Linked DNA regions of Oryctolagus cuniculus: region 2 is linked to region 1. The links are chromatin contacts, called in public Hi-C maps. All regions are on one chromosome and are shown on one strand. Each heading gives the region's core, a stretch centred on a gene start, on an enhancer-like site or on the middle of the called end of the contact. The rest is flanking DNA. Distances are from core to core; before and after follow the strand shown. Region 1 overlaps ARHGEF3 (Rho guanine nucleotide exchange factor 3). Region 2 overlaps ARHGEF3 (Rho guanine nucleotide exchange factor 3).

Region 1 (6,206 bases), core at 2,072-4,571:
AATCACACAGCTACTCGGAGTCTAAGCCAGGTGCCAACCCAGGCAGTCTGGCTCCAGAGTGCATGAATGAACAAACAGACGCCATGAGCACCTACCGAAGCAGCAGCAACAGGGAAGGAGATGGAGACTCAGACGCAGACCACGTGCCGGGCCCTGTGCCAACACGGCTGGGTTGGTCCTCAGTATGTGAAGTGCCACTGGACCCACCTGGTGCACATGCATGTATGTGTCTATGTGATTTATTAATTCTAAAGGCAGAAGAGTCACGGAGCTCTGATCCACCGGTTCACTCCTCGGAACCCTTCATGGGCTGGGGCTAGGCCCAGGACTAATACCAGGAGCTGGGAACTCAGCACAGGTCTCCCATGTGGACAGCAGGACCCCAACAACTCGAGCTGTCACCTGCCACCCCCTAGGAAGCTGAAACTGGGAGCCACAGCCCCGAGTCAAACTCAAGCACTCCAATGTTGGATGCAGGTGTCTTAATTGCCAAGCCAAACACCTGCCCCGAACTTTAACAAAGATCACAGATTAGTCTCACGTATTAGCTTTTCTACAACTGTGAATAAAGATCAATGTAGATTAACCGGCGTACTTTTCTGTGTACATATTGTACTTCAGAAAAAGTATAATTGTAATTAAAATTATTTATTTGTTTTTCTTTTATTTGGAAGGCAGAGAGACAGATGGAGATCTTCCATTCACTGATTCATTCTCCAAATGCTTGCAACATCCAGGGGTGCGCCAGGCTGAAGCCACGAACCCAGAGCTCCACCTGGGTCTCCTACAGGGGTAGCAGGGGCCAAAGTCCTTGAGCCACTACTGCCACTTCCCAAGGTGCACATGAGCAGGAAGCTGTATTGGAAAAGGGATCACAACTGATCCCAGCCACTCCAAGACAGGAAGCAGGCGTCCCAAGTGGCAGTTTAACTGCTGCACCGAACACTCTCCCCCCTTAATTGAACATTTTTAACAATAGAGGTTTCCTTTATGTTTTTCTTACAATAGGGAAAGCTTCTGTAATTTCAAAACTCCATTAATGCATCAAGGTAACAGAAAGGTCAGCGTTCCTTTGCAGACAATGACATCCAGTTTTGCTCTGTCAAGAAGAAAGGGATTTTTTCAAAAAAGGGATATTGGACAGTTAGCAGCAGCATTGGAAGAGCTGAAGAAACAGGGTATAGGCTGAATGTCTAGGAACCACCCCCCCAAATGACACCACCCAACTGGGCCATGAACGTCATTGCCCTTGCTGAGGGGGAGGAGAGAGATGGACGGGGAGGGGGTCCTAGGGTAAGGGAGGGAGCAGAAGCAAAGACCACAAAAATGGAGCCAGGAAGGCAGGGGCTTGAACAAGAGAGGAGTGACCAACGGTGTCAGACAGAAGAGGGCCGTGTGGAGGAATAAATGGCAAACAAGCATCGGTGATCTTGACACCAGGGGACTGTGCGGGGTCCGTTCATGAGTTTTGCCAGCTCAGGTGCACATGAATGGTGAGGAAAGCAATGGCTGAGTTTTCTCAGTGTTTTAAAGAGAGGGATTTGGATCAAATCAACACACAAGGTATTTTTTTTAATCACCATGAACTATCATTTCAAATCTTTATTGAAAGAAATAAAAGCAAGAAAGCTGTCTTTGGGATGGCTCTACCAAATTATATCCAAATCAGAAACAAAAAAGAAGGAGGGAAAACCATGGTTTTTAAATTCTGGAAAGCTCTGACTCAAAAATCCTATCTACAGACATCATCCTGCCCAAGGTCCACCCCAACGGGCACATTTGCCCTGGACAGAGCTAAAGGAAGTCTTCAAACTTTGTCCAACAGTAGATTGATCAGACTCTAATAAGTTAGTATGTAGGTGGTCCAACATCTCCAACGGGAACGTCTCGCTATCCTGAAAAATGGGTCCTCAGAAAGGGACATTTCTAATAAATGTTCTGTTGATTCTAACAGCTAAAAACAGCAAAAATGCTCAAATTAGCCTACAGCGCTTAAAACAGTTTATTGACCCTGATACCGGACCTACCGCAGTCTTCAAGCTCCATAAATACTCTTTTTTAATTAGAAGCTCCATAAATGCTGCTTTTGGCAGTGACTGGGGCCACACATAAAAACATGTTTATTCCCAAACTGTCAGTGAAACAGGGCCGTGGGGGTGGGGGTGGGGCCCCAGTGCACTTGTCCCAGCACATGTCGGGGAAACCAAAGGCAGTGCCAAGGGCACCGTTCAGGCTGAGCCGATTTCAGCATCACCACCCATGGCAAGCCGCCTCCAAGTCCCGGCTGACCTCAAAGACAGCTGGAGAAAAGGCAGTGCGGGGTGTGCAGAACTTCTGAGTCAGACCCCGTCACAGAAACGAAATTAAACTGTAAGTTTATGTTGATGCAAAAATAATTGAAATCCATGCACATATGAGGGATCTTCAAAAAGTTCATGAAAAAATGAGTCTTCTGAGAAAATGATGTAAGGGCTGGGCATTTGGCGAAGCGATTAAGGTGCCCCTTGGGATGCTCACAGTCCATATCCCAGCCTCTGGGTTAGAGTCCTGACTCCACTTCCGACTCCGGCTTCTCACTAACGTGCACCCTGGGAGGAAGCAGTGACGACTCCAGTACCTGCGGCCCTGCCACCCACATGCGAGACCCGACTGAGTTCTCAGCTCTTGGTTTCAGCCTGAGGTTGCAGGCATTTAGCGAGTGAACCAGGAGACTGAAGTCTCTCTGTCTCTGTTTATCTCTCCCTCTTTCTTTCCTTATCAAATAAAATTTTAAAATAATAAATTAAAATGAAAAAAACTATGCATGGATTTCAAAAAACTGCTTCAGAATAACCTTTTAATTCCATTTTTCTACAAATGCTTAAAAGTACACATGAATTATTTCACAATAATATGATTCACGTTGTGCTTTTAATGTCGATTAATCATGTGAATCCTCATATGGGCTCTGTGCATAAGCACTGTGGCAGATGAGCAAGCTGTGGTCCTCAGGGGTTAGACCTGGAAATGCTTCATGGCTACTAAGGCATAGGGCCGGCCAGCCTGCCACCAGGATCCCTGTACTTGGACCCTAAGCGCTACCAAGTTGCATAGGATGTTTCCAGTCGCCTAATCCACAAAAGCCACAAGCAAGGGAGAAAAAAACAGTGCAGATCAGTTACCAGCTTCTTACCAAACATTTGTATCAAACCAGAGCAGCAGAAGACCCATTCTCTTGGGCACTTGCTGACTTCCAGCTCCCAGTTGGGCTCCAGTGGGACTAGGTGCAAGGCTTGCATCAGCGTTGCCATAGCTGCTGCCATGGCAACCGTTCCTTGCCCGAAGATGCTCTCCCTACTCAGGAGCCCTGATTCAAGGATGCAGCCCTCACAGGAACACATCCTTCTGCTTGGTCCCAGCTTGCGCAAGGTTTTACAAGATGGGGAATGTACTGGAAGCTCCCCAGGTCGCCAGATGCATCTGGAGCAAGCCAATGTGCATGAGGCCAACAGGGAGGTGGCTGTGCAGAGATGAAGATCTGAAGAGGGGGAGGCCAACTTCTCCAGGGGCCTCAGGACCTGGCAGGACTCGGATTGAGTCCCAGCCCTGGCACTCCCTAGCTAGCTGGAGACCCAAGGTAATGGTCTGGCCTCTTTAATCCCATTACCATAGTCTCAGGATATAAAAAACAGGGATACCAGAATTTACACTTCAGAGAGAAGTCACGAGATGTACATAAACACAGACCTGTGAAAGGCATACAGAGCGAAGGCTGTTTCCCATTATTTTTGCCAAGGCCAGGGTGCTGGCACTGGCAGAAGAGCAGCGGTGACATTCAGTTGCCACTGCCCTTGCAGCTCAGCAACCTGAAATTAAAAACAGAGCGCACTCCTGCCAACAGCACAGGACGCTACCAATGGATCACAGTCTACCCACACGCAGCAGAGCGCAGGAAGATGTAGGAGCAGTCAGTGGGGTCCCAGATGCAGCACCTGCCCACTAGGCTGCGTGGCTTCCCTGCAAAGACTGACTTACTGAAATAAGTCTACTGTCTTTATACAACCAAAATACCACCATGTGGGGGCTGGCACTTAGCCTAGCAATTAAGACACCCACATCCCACATCAGAGTGCCTGGGTATGGCACCTTAGCTCCACTCCTGATTCCAGTTTCCTGCTAATGCAGACCCTGGGAGGCAGCAGGGAGGCTCAAGTAGTTGGGTTCCTGCCACCCACGTGGAAGACCCGCGTTTTGTTGCTGGGACCCAGTTTTGGCCCCAATCCAGCCCTGGCCACTGTAGATATTTGGGAAATGAATCAACAGATAGGACTTTTTCTCTTCCTTTCTCTCAAATGAAAGAAAGAGAGAGGAGGGGAGGAATGAGGAAAACATCTTTTAAGATACTAAAGCCATGAATAAATCTTCCAAAATTTTTAAGGCCAAACGAATACCATTTAAAAATTTCTAGAAGATTCTGAAAAAATAATGACCATACTTTAAGCAGTGGTGACTTCTCAAGTTGAGGGCTGACCTGGGTAACTTGCACTTGCCACATTACACATTGCTGAATTCCTAGGTCTGAAATTTTACGATGCGCATTTAATAATTTTGCGATCAGATATACCAATTCAAAAGGAAAACTGACACGTTTTGCTCTAACAGAGATTTCACAAAAGCAGGAAACCCAATCAGTAAACAAAACATGCTCACCCTCCCTATGGAAACTTAAATCAGAGAGCACACAAACCTTTCAAATTAACATAGTCTACATGGGAATACTGAATGTGGGCAAGAAAGTGGAGAAACCGTGAACATGTAGATCAACACAACATCACCCCTTGGCAACAACTTGGCAGTGTTTTCCAAGAGCACAGAAATGACATAGAACTCACCCTTACAATCACTAACCTGCCTGAGTAACCAGAGACGTGAACCTGGCGAGTAGGACACAACTCCCAGAGTGTGGGGAGAGAAACCTAACGCAGCTCAAATGGCCAACAGACCGGCTATTAAGTAAGGCCCTTGTAGGGGGCAGCACTTGGTGCAGCAGTTAGGCCGGCTCTTAGGATACCAGCATTCCGGATGACAGTGCCTGGGTTTCAGTCTGAACTCTGTTTCCAATTCCAGCTTCCTGCTCATGTGCACCCTGGGTGACAGCAGGTACTGGCTCAAGTTCATTACAGTGCATAAAAGTTTGAAATCCATGTACATGAGAAGAGGAGCTGAAAACCACATAATAGGTATAGGGGCCACCCCGACACGAGTGGGTTCTCTGTTGGGAAGGCTATGCCACTCCGGCTCCTCTGAGCACCTCCCTGCAATGGAAAGACACCACAATCACCAGCAACTGTGAGTACTAAGAACCTGAGACGTGTGTTTCTATTTTACCCTGACAACCCCGGATGAGTGGGTGGTAAGTTTGTGCACAGTTACAGATTACAGAGGTACAGAGGGAGGCGCAGAGAGCTCAAGTAAGTTGCCCCAGGTCACACAGCTGGGCAGCAGCAATGCTCCCAGGTTTCAAGTCAAACCATTTGGGTGCGGGGGCTCTTGCTTGCTGCACCGCACAGTCCACCCCAACGTTCACAAAGCCCGGGGCTACAGGCTTATGAAACGGTATGGCTGCCAGTACTTTCTGTCCAGGGTGATATGCAGCTTTCAGGCTTTGAGATGACTCATACCAGCCATGCAACACGGACACTGCCCCTGCAGATGTCTGAGTGAGCCTAAAGGTAAGTCACACCAGCAGTCACCACGGAACAATCCCCATCTTCCTAGAGAAGTACACTGCTCAAGGGGAGACATAATCATTACAGCGAAACTCCAGGCCGAGACCTCTCATTGGAGTCTTAGAAACACATGCTGGCACCCAGGAAGCTGGTCTTGCCCACAGCTGTAGGTAATCACACGCTGTTCAAACTTCAAGGTCACACTGCAGGTGAGGCCAGGCGAAATTTTCCTTAATGTGCCATTGTGGCTTTTGGTGCATGAAATCCACGCAGTAACACTCAGTTCCCATTACCAGACTGAAAAACGTGCAAAGCTTCAGTGCCTACCATATATGGACAAAGATGTAGGCAGGCGCTGCCAGGAACCAGCAGTGCGACTTGAACAAAGGCAGGTTCCAGGTACCCCTCCTCTTCCTCAGCTATTCACTAACAGAGCTTGTTCCTGAGGAAACAGAAGTCCTATCCAGGTGTTTTCACCAGGATCCAAAACCCTGCACT
Region 2 (6,206 bases), core at 2,245-4,744, 190 kb before region 1:
TCTGGGTCTCTCACATGGGTGGCAGGGGCTCAAACATTTGGGCCATCTTTTGCTAATTTTTCCAGGCCATCGGCACCAAGCTAGATTGGAAGCAGATTAGTCGAGACGTGAACTGGTGCCCAAATGGGATACCAGCGTTGCAGGTGGTGGCTCTACCCACCACGCTACAATGCCACCCCTGCTCCATTTCTGATCTAGCTCCCTGCTAATGTGCTTGTGAAAGCAACCAAAGACAGCCCAAGTACTTGGATCCCTGCCACACACATGGGAGATCTAGATGGTACTTCAGATTCCTGGTTACTGCTTGGCATGGCCCCAGCATTTGAGGCCATCTGGGGAGTGAACCAGTGGATGCAAGATCTCTTTCTCTCTCTCTAACTCTGCCTTTCAAATAAATAAATAAATCTTTTTAAACAACAGTACAGAATGTTCCCACACACCCTTTCCCCCACTTCCTCTATTATTAACACCTTACATAACCATGGTACATTTATCAAAACTAAGAAATAAACACTGGCATAAAACAACAAACTGAACCAGGACAGCAGCTATTGGGATCTCACCAGGAAACATGCTCTGTCGACACCAAGATTTCAAACTTGAGGCTCCAAACAGTAACACAATGAATTTCTGTTGTTTTAAACCACCTAGGTTATTAACACTTTGGTACAGCAGCTATAGGGAGCTAACTAACACACACGTGGTGACTACTGGATTTCTCTGCTGTGAAGTCACCACTATTTTCTTTGTAACTGATGCATACATTGGAGGAGATGCTTTCTGACCTCGTGCATCCTTCTAAACCCAATGCAGGAACGGTTTCTTCTCTATGGGCAAAGGGCCTCCATTGAAGTGCACAGGTGTCACCCTTGGGGGAACATCCCCTGGCTGGGCAGGGAGAACCAGAAGGTTGATCCAGACAGAGAACCCACGAGCTCAGTGCTGGCTGGGGCTGGCAAGGGAGCAGGGCAGGTGAGGTGGTCAGCAGGCAGGGCATGGTGGCCACTGCATGCACACAGGGTACACAGGCAATCACGAGAAGCCTCCCGAGAGGTGCTGAGCGACAGAGGCATGGGGCTGTGGGCACGGGACAGGGACTTCCTGTGGCCCATGAAGGACGAAGATCTTCCTATTTTCAGGAAATAGAAAAGGAGAATAATGAAGGGATTCTTTCCTATTTCAAAATTTCCATTAAATTTTTTTTCCTGTCCTTTTCCCTGGCACAGAGATAACTGATTTGGTGTCATCTGTTACCAGAAATAAAAGGTAAATAATAAGACCCAAATTCCAATGGAAACCTGCCTTCCTGGAAGAGGCCACACACGTTGCAGAAATCCCGGCTTCTAATCTGTGAAGTGACCTCAGAACTATCATTTCCTTCTACAGACACTTCTCAGTGATTTCAACAACGGACCCAGAGGCTACGCGAGACTTTAACAAGTCACCTACATACCTCTGTTTTGGCTCATCACAAACCTGGAGGCCACACCCTTGTGTCTGTCTTCCCCCAGCAGCGAGTTTGGCCCCTGGCTACCTGGTACAAGGCACTAAGGGGAGATGTGATTTTTTTTTTTTTTTTTTTTTTATTTTTGATAGGCAGAGTGGACAGTGAGAGAGAGAGACAGAGAGAGAAAGGTCTTCCTTTTGCCGTTGGTTCACCCTCCAATGGCCGCCGCTGCAGCCGGCGCACCGCGCTGATCCGATGGCAGGATCCAGGATCCAGGTGCTTTTCCTGGTTTCCCATGGGGTGCAGGGCCCAAGCACCTGGGCCATCCTCCACTGCACTCCCTGGCCATAGCAGAGAGCTGGCCTGGAAGAGGGGCAACCGGGACAGAATCCGGCGCCCCGACCGGGACTAGAACCCGGTATGCCGGCGCCGCAAGGTGGAGGATTAGCCTATTGAGCCACGGCGCCGGCTCGAGATGTGATTTCCTCTGAAGAAATGGCTCATGACCCTCCTCCAGAATCAGGTGCTATGAGAAGATCTGCCAGTTCCCATCTTGAAATGCAAAAACCAAATGCTGGGGTTTGTTTTTGCTCATGCAGGGGTGGGGAGAGCATCCTGAGTTAGTGCAGCTGCTATGCCTAGGCTGCAGACAGGCTGTGGGATTGTTGAAGCTCTGACAATTTCTCCAGCTTTCCCTCAAGGAAGGTCTAATGGAGACATCACAAGACATTTGGGGCAAATCCACAAGTATAACCATCAACTCTCAGGGCTGTAAAACTGAACCCATGAGGGCTGGACAGAGATTTATTCCTTGTTGATCAGCGAAATGTCTTAGCCTGAGTAAGTCAGCACCTCTGGCTTCTGGGTCAAAGTCTGCAGGTAAGGCAGCTGCTGTAGGGGGCGCTCTGGTCATGGGAGAGGTTCCAGGAGAACACTTGGCCCAACTCAGCCGGTGCTGGCTTAAGCCTCTGAAACCACACTCACACAGCTTCCCATAGGATGCAAGTAAGGATCAGGGGCAGAAGTCACATGTGTGACCATTTCTGGGGTTCTCCTGGCTTCATTTCATCCAGGTCTCTTCTGCTTCTTTCAAGACCAAAACTCACGCTGGCAAAACACTATGGCTCTCCAGTGTTCACATACACTGAATGGCAAAAATGAAGAGAAGCCAGGGCCTGGGACAGGCCAGGTGGATTGCACCCACTACACCCTGGAGAAACAATGAACTGGACTGCAAACACCGGGAGGGAAGATGAATGTCCACAGCACACAGTTCTGGGTCTGAAGGAAGAAGTCAGCAACTTAACTACATTTATCCTGCCCATTATCACTGGATTTTCACTCCCATGTTGGACAAGGAACCTGTCCTACTTGCCTGCTATGGGGAAACACATTTTTACTGAGTGAAGGGTTTGTGAGCTGGTGGGGAGGTGGGGGCGGGAAGGAACCTTGGAAAATAATTCAGTAAAATATGGGACTCTGAAGCTGGCAATGGCCTAGGTTATGAACATAATCTCTTAACAGTGCCAGTAAAATAAAACAGAACCACTGTTTCAGACTATGTATTTTTGGCTATGGTTTCACTCCTCAATTACTTTCAAATTTATTCGTTTTAGTCAACATCATAAGGGTAAGTCAACATTTGTTCTGGCAGCAAGCCCAAATTTGTTATTTTATTAGTCTGCTACTGGTTAAATTGGCCCAAGATTAAACACTTCTAATAAATAGCCCTAAAATACTGGAGTTTAGCAGAAAGCCACATTCGGGTTCTTTTACACAGGATGTTACTATTACTTAACCTTGGACTGAAGCAGAAACACACACCCACACCCTGGATGAGTTCTTTTAGCAAATGCCAGCCCCCACTGCCTGAAACTTCTCTTGGTCATGCCCAGACATGGTGCTATAGACCTTCAGAGAAAAGAGGAAGTCAAATATTTCGCTCTGTCTGTCTGTGGTCCCTGGCTCCACATCTGGCCTCTGAACTGCATGCAAAGCTCTGACTCTGTCGAGGCAGAACGGACCAGGTGCTCAGAGCTGATGTACTTCAAGAGTCTGACCTCCTGAACAAGCAGGAGGGCTGCCAGCAGGCATCTCCCTGGGGTCCTTACGGGAAGGCCAACCTGAGGCCCAGCAGAACAGGTTTTCTTACCCTTGGACTCAGGTTATGCATTCGTGGTCCGAACGCCACAGGAGTGATGTGCCCACCATGCCACAGCCTTCCCCAGTGCTGGGAAATGGGGTCACAGCCTGGTTGGAAGGTGGCAACCACGAGGTAGCAACAGGGCCTGGTTCCATCCACAGGGCCCAGAAGGAGTCTATGGCTCTGGGCCTTCACAGTCATTTCCTGACTTGTTGGGAACTCTTAGGTGGGATAAAAGTTCTTCATTTGTTGATCTCTGTCCAAGGGATTCCCTGGCTCTTCCTTGGGCTGAGTCAGAGGGGAAAGAGGAGAAGGATGCCTCTGGGATTTCATTCCTGCTCCTGGGCTCTGGAAGAAGGAATGGAAAAACCTCAAGAGTACTTTGAGGACATTTTCTGGTCTCCCTCTGAGCTTAGGAATGAGCAAAAAGCCTCTGCAGCGGTTTGACAGTTCTTACAACTCAGGCCCAAAGAATGTATTGATTCTTTGCAAAGGATCTAAGGGTAAAATATGAGCCAATTCTTCAGGCAGGAGTGCAACACCCTATGACCTTGGGCCCACAATGTAACTTCCAGGGATTTTTTCCCTCTTCTGCGAATTGGAGCTGATGCTCCCACTGCCTCACAGGGTTGTGGGAGGATCACATGAGATGATGTACACTGTGTGCTTGGCACAGGCCTGCTCCACACGAAGCCCACAGCCAGTGTGAAGTCACTGCTCTCATTTCTAACATCCAGAGAGAGGAGTGGTGTCTCCCCCAGCCTGCTCTCCTGCCATCCTCCATTCTCCTGCGGCAAAGCTGGAGCTCCACGTCACCTGCCACAGTCACATACCTCCCCCAGGCTCTGGCTGTGGAGGCCGCTATGAGACCATGTGTTTTGATTCCACATTCCTGTCTCCTCTTTCTTCCTGCAGCTTTATCATCTGCTTAGTCAAGCTCTCTGGCTGCACAGGGCAGAACAGGCTGTGGCTTGGCCAGATCCAACGCTGTACCGAAGAAGAGGTGAAATCCCAAGACGAGGACCCGCATGTGGGGAGGGAGCCCAAAGAAGGGTCTTGAGCCTGCAGGTGACTCTCTTCCCTACAACACTGCTGCGTTATGGCCTGAAAGAGCTGATCTCCAGTCTTGCCAGTTCCCCAATATTGTCTGGGACTAAGACAATCACAGGAACTCCATGCATTGAACCTGTCAGATGTGCGAGGTTGAAATTTTCACTAAGATAATGTTATTACCTCTGGTTTCCAGAAAGGATGACACAGAGCCACAGCCATGTCCTCTCTCTCTCTCTTACGCACCTGTCACCTTCTGAAACTCAGCATTATCTTTGCTTTCCAGAAAAGGAAAAAACAGTGCAGAGATGAAAAGGGACACACTGATCTTAATCTCAATGTCTCAGAGAAAGGACAGACTGTTCCAGCTGAATCGCCTCTACCAAGCACATCTCAGGTGACTAAGGCCAATGGCCGGGTCAGCCATCTGATGGGGCCAGGCCTGAGGGTCCCGCATTGGGTTGCTGGGTGAAGGCTTCAGGGGCATCTGACCAAGATCACCAGGTCTGCAGCAGCACTTGACAGAGCCCCTTCTGCTGCCCAGTTTCTATTTGTGACACGAACAATGATTATCAGACAGACAAGCTTTGCAAAGATGTGAACTTCAGAGAGAAACATAAGATACCTTCCTGTCACTCCCTAGCTGTCTCTGCAAGCACAGACTACCCCTCCCAATGTGAGCAGCACACGCCAACACTTAGACACAGGGAGCAAAGCACTTGAGTGTCTCAGAACATTCTGCTTCCAACCGAGAACAGAATTCACCAAAACCTGAAGATGGCACTGGTTGGGATGGGAACACATTTTTAAAAAATTTTAAACTACTGGCTTTCAGCTAACACATTACCACCCACTGAGCAATGGTATTGCAGAAAAATAAGGTACAAGGCATGCTGTTCAGGAAACCGTGATGTAGGAACTCCATCATGCAGTCAATATGGCCTTTCTGTTGCCCCCACATATCTGAAATGAGCATAGAACTTCAAAATGTTATTCCCTGGGAGGGTGTGTGTATGTGTGTGTGTGTGCATGTGCTCATGCATGCAGAACACAAGGCCAACTTTATTTGTTGAAACAATTGTCATTCTGTAGTGAATTTTAATGGCAGGAACTGAAAAAACTGCCCACTAACCGTGGATTTTTCCAAAGGCTCATGGCAAACACTGGCTGTCAGTGCTATACATTTGCAATCTTGAAACATAGTGATTATGTGTTATTTCTAACTCCCAGCAATTAATATGCTCCCACATGTATCATTAGCTACAGTCTATTAAAATTCGGAAGGCTGTGAATATGACAGAAGAAGGCAAGGAGCCCCAGAGATACAGCTCTGCTCTCCACTCTCAGCCCCTTTCAATTACAAGGCAATCATGGGGAATGGAGACACACTAGCAGGTGACTTAAAAAAGCAAAATATAAACCTGTGATTTGACGGCTGGGTGTGTAAAAACTGTTAGCTTAGCCATGGGAGAGGTAACTGGTAAGAAGTGCCAACAAAAGTTTCCAGAGGGTGGGTGCTGTGGGGCAATGGGTTAAGCTGCCGGATGCCTACATCCTATATCAGAG

Evidence for each region. Hi-C and Micro-C count contacts between places; a contact is called where the count stands out from the background.
Region 2: a contact with region 1 is called in a Hi-C map of embryonic fibroblasts, with 1.9 times the contacts expected there. The contact joins two enhancer-like sites. A contact is called at or near these places in 5 of 6 Hi-C or Micro-C datasets (ear pinna, embryonic fibroblasts, psoas muscle and 2 more).

Annotation. Positions count from the first base shown.
Region 1 is chr10:92,904,611-92,910,816 of mOryCun1.1, reverse strand. All of the region lies in intron 2 of ARHGEF3 (Rho guanine nucleotide exchange factor 3), which reads right to left. Among named protein-coding and RNA genes, the nearest start is that of SPATA12, 76 kb to the right of the region's middle. Within about 2 kb of position 3,321, at least 2 of the 8 cell types and tissues checked have an H3K27ac peak or open chromatin away from gene starts, as enhancers often do.
Region 2 is chr10:93,095,524-93,101,729 of mOryCun1.1, reverse strand. All of the region lies in intron 4 of ARHGEF3 (Rho guanine nucleotide exchange factor 3), which reads right to left. Among named protein-coding and RNA genes, the nearest start is that of TASOR, 87 kb to the left of the region's middle. Within about 2 kb of position 3,494, at least 2 of the 8 cell types and tissues checked have an H3K27ac peak or open chromatin away from gene starts, as enhancers often do.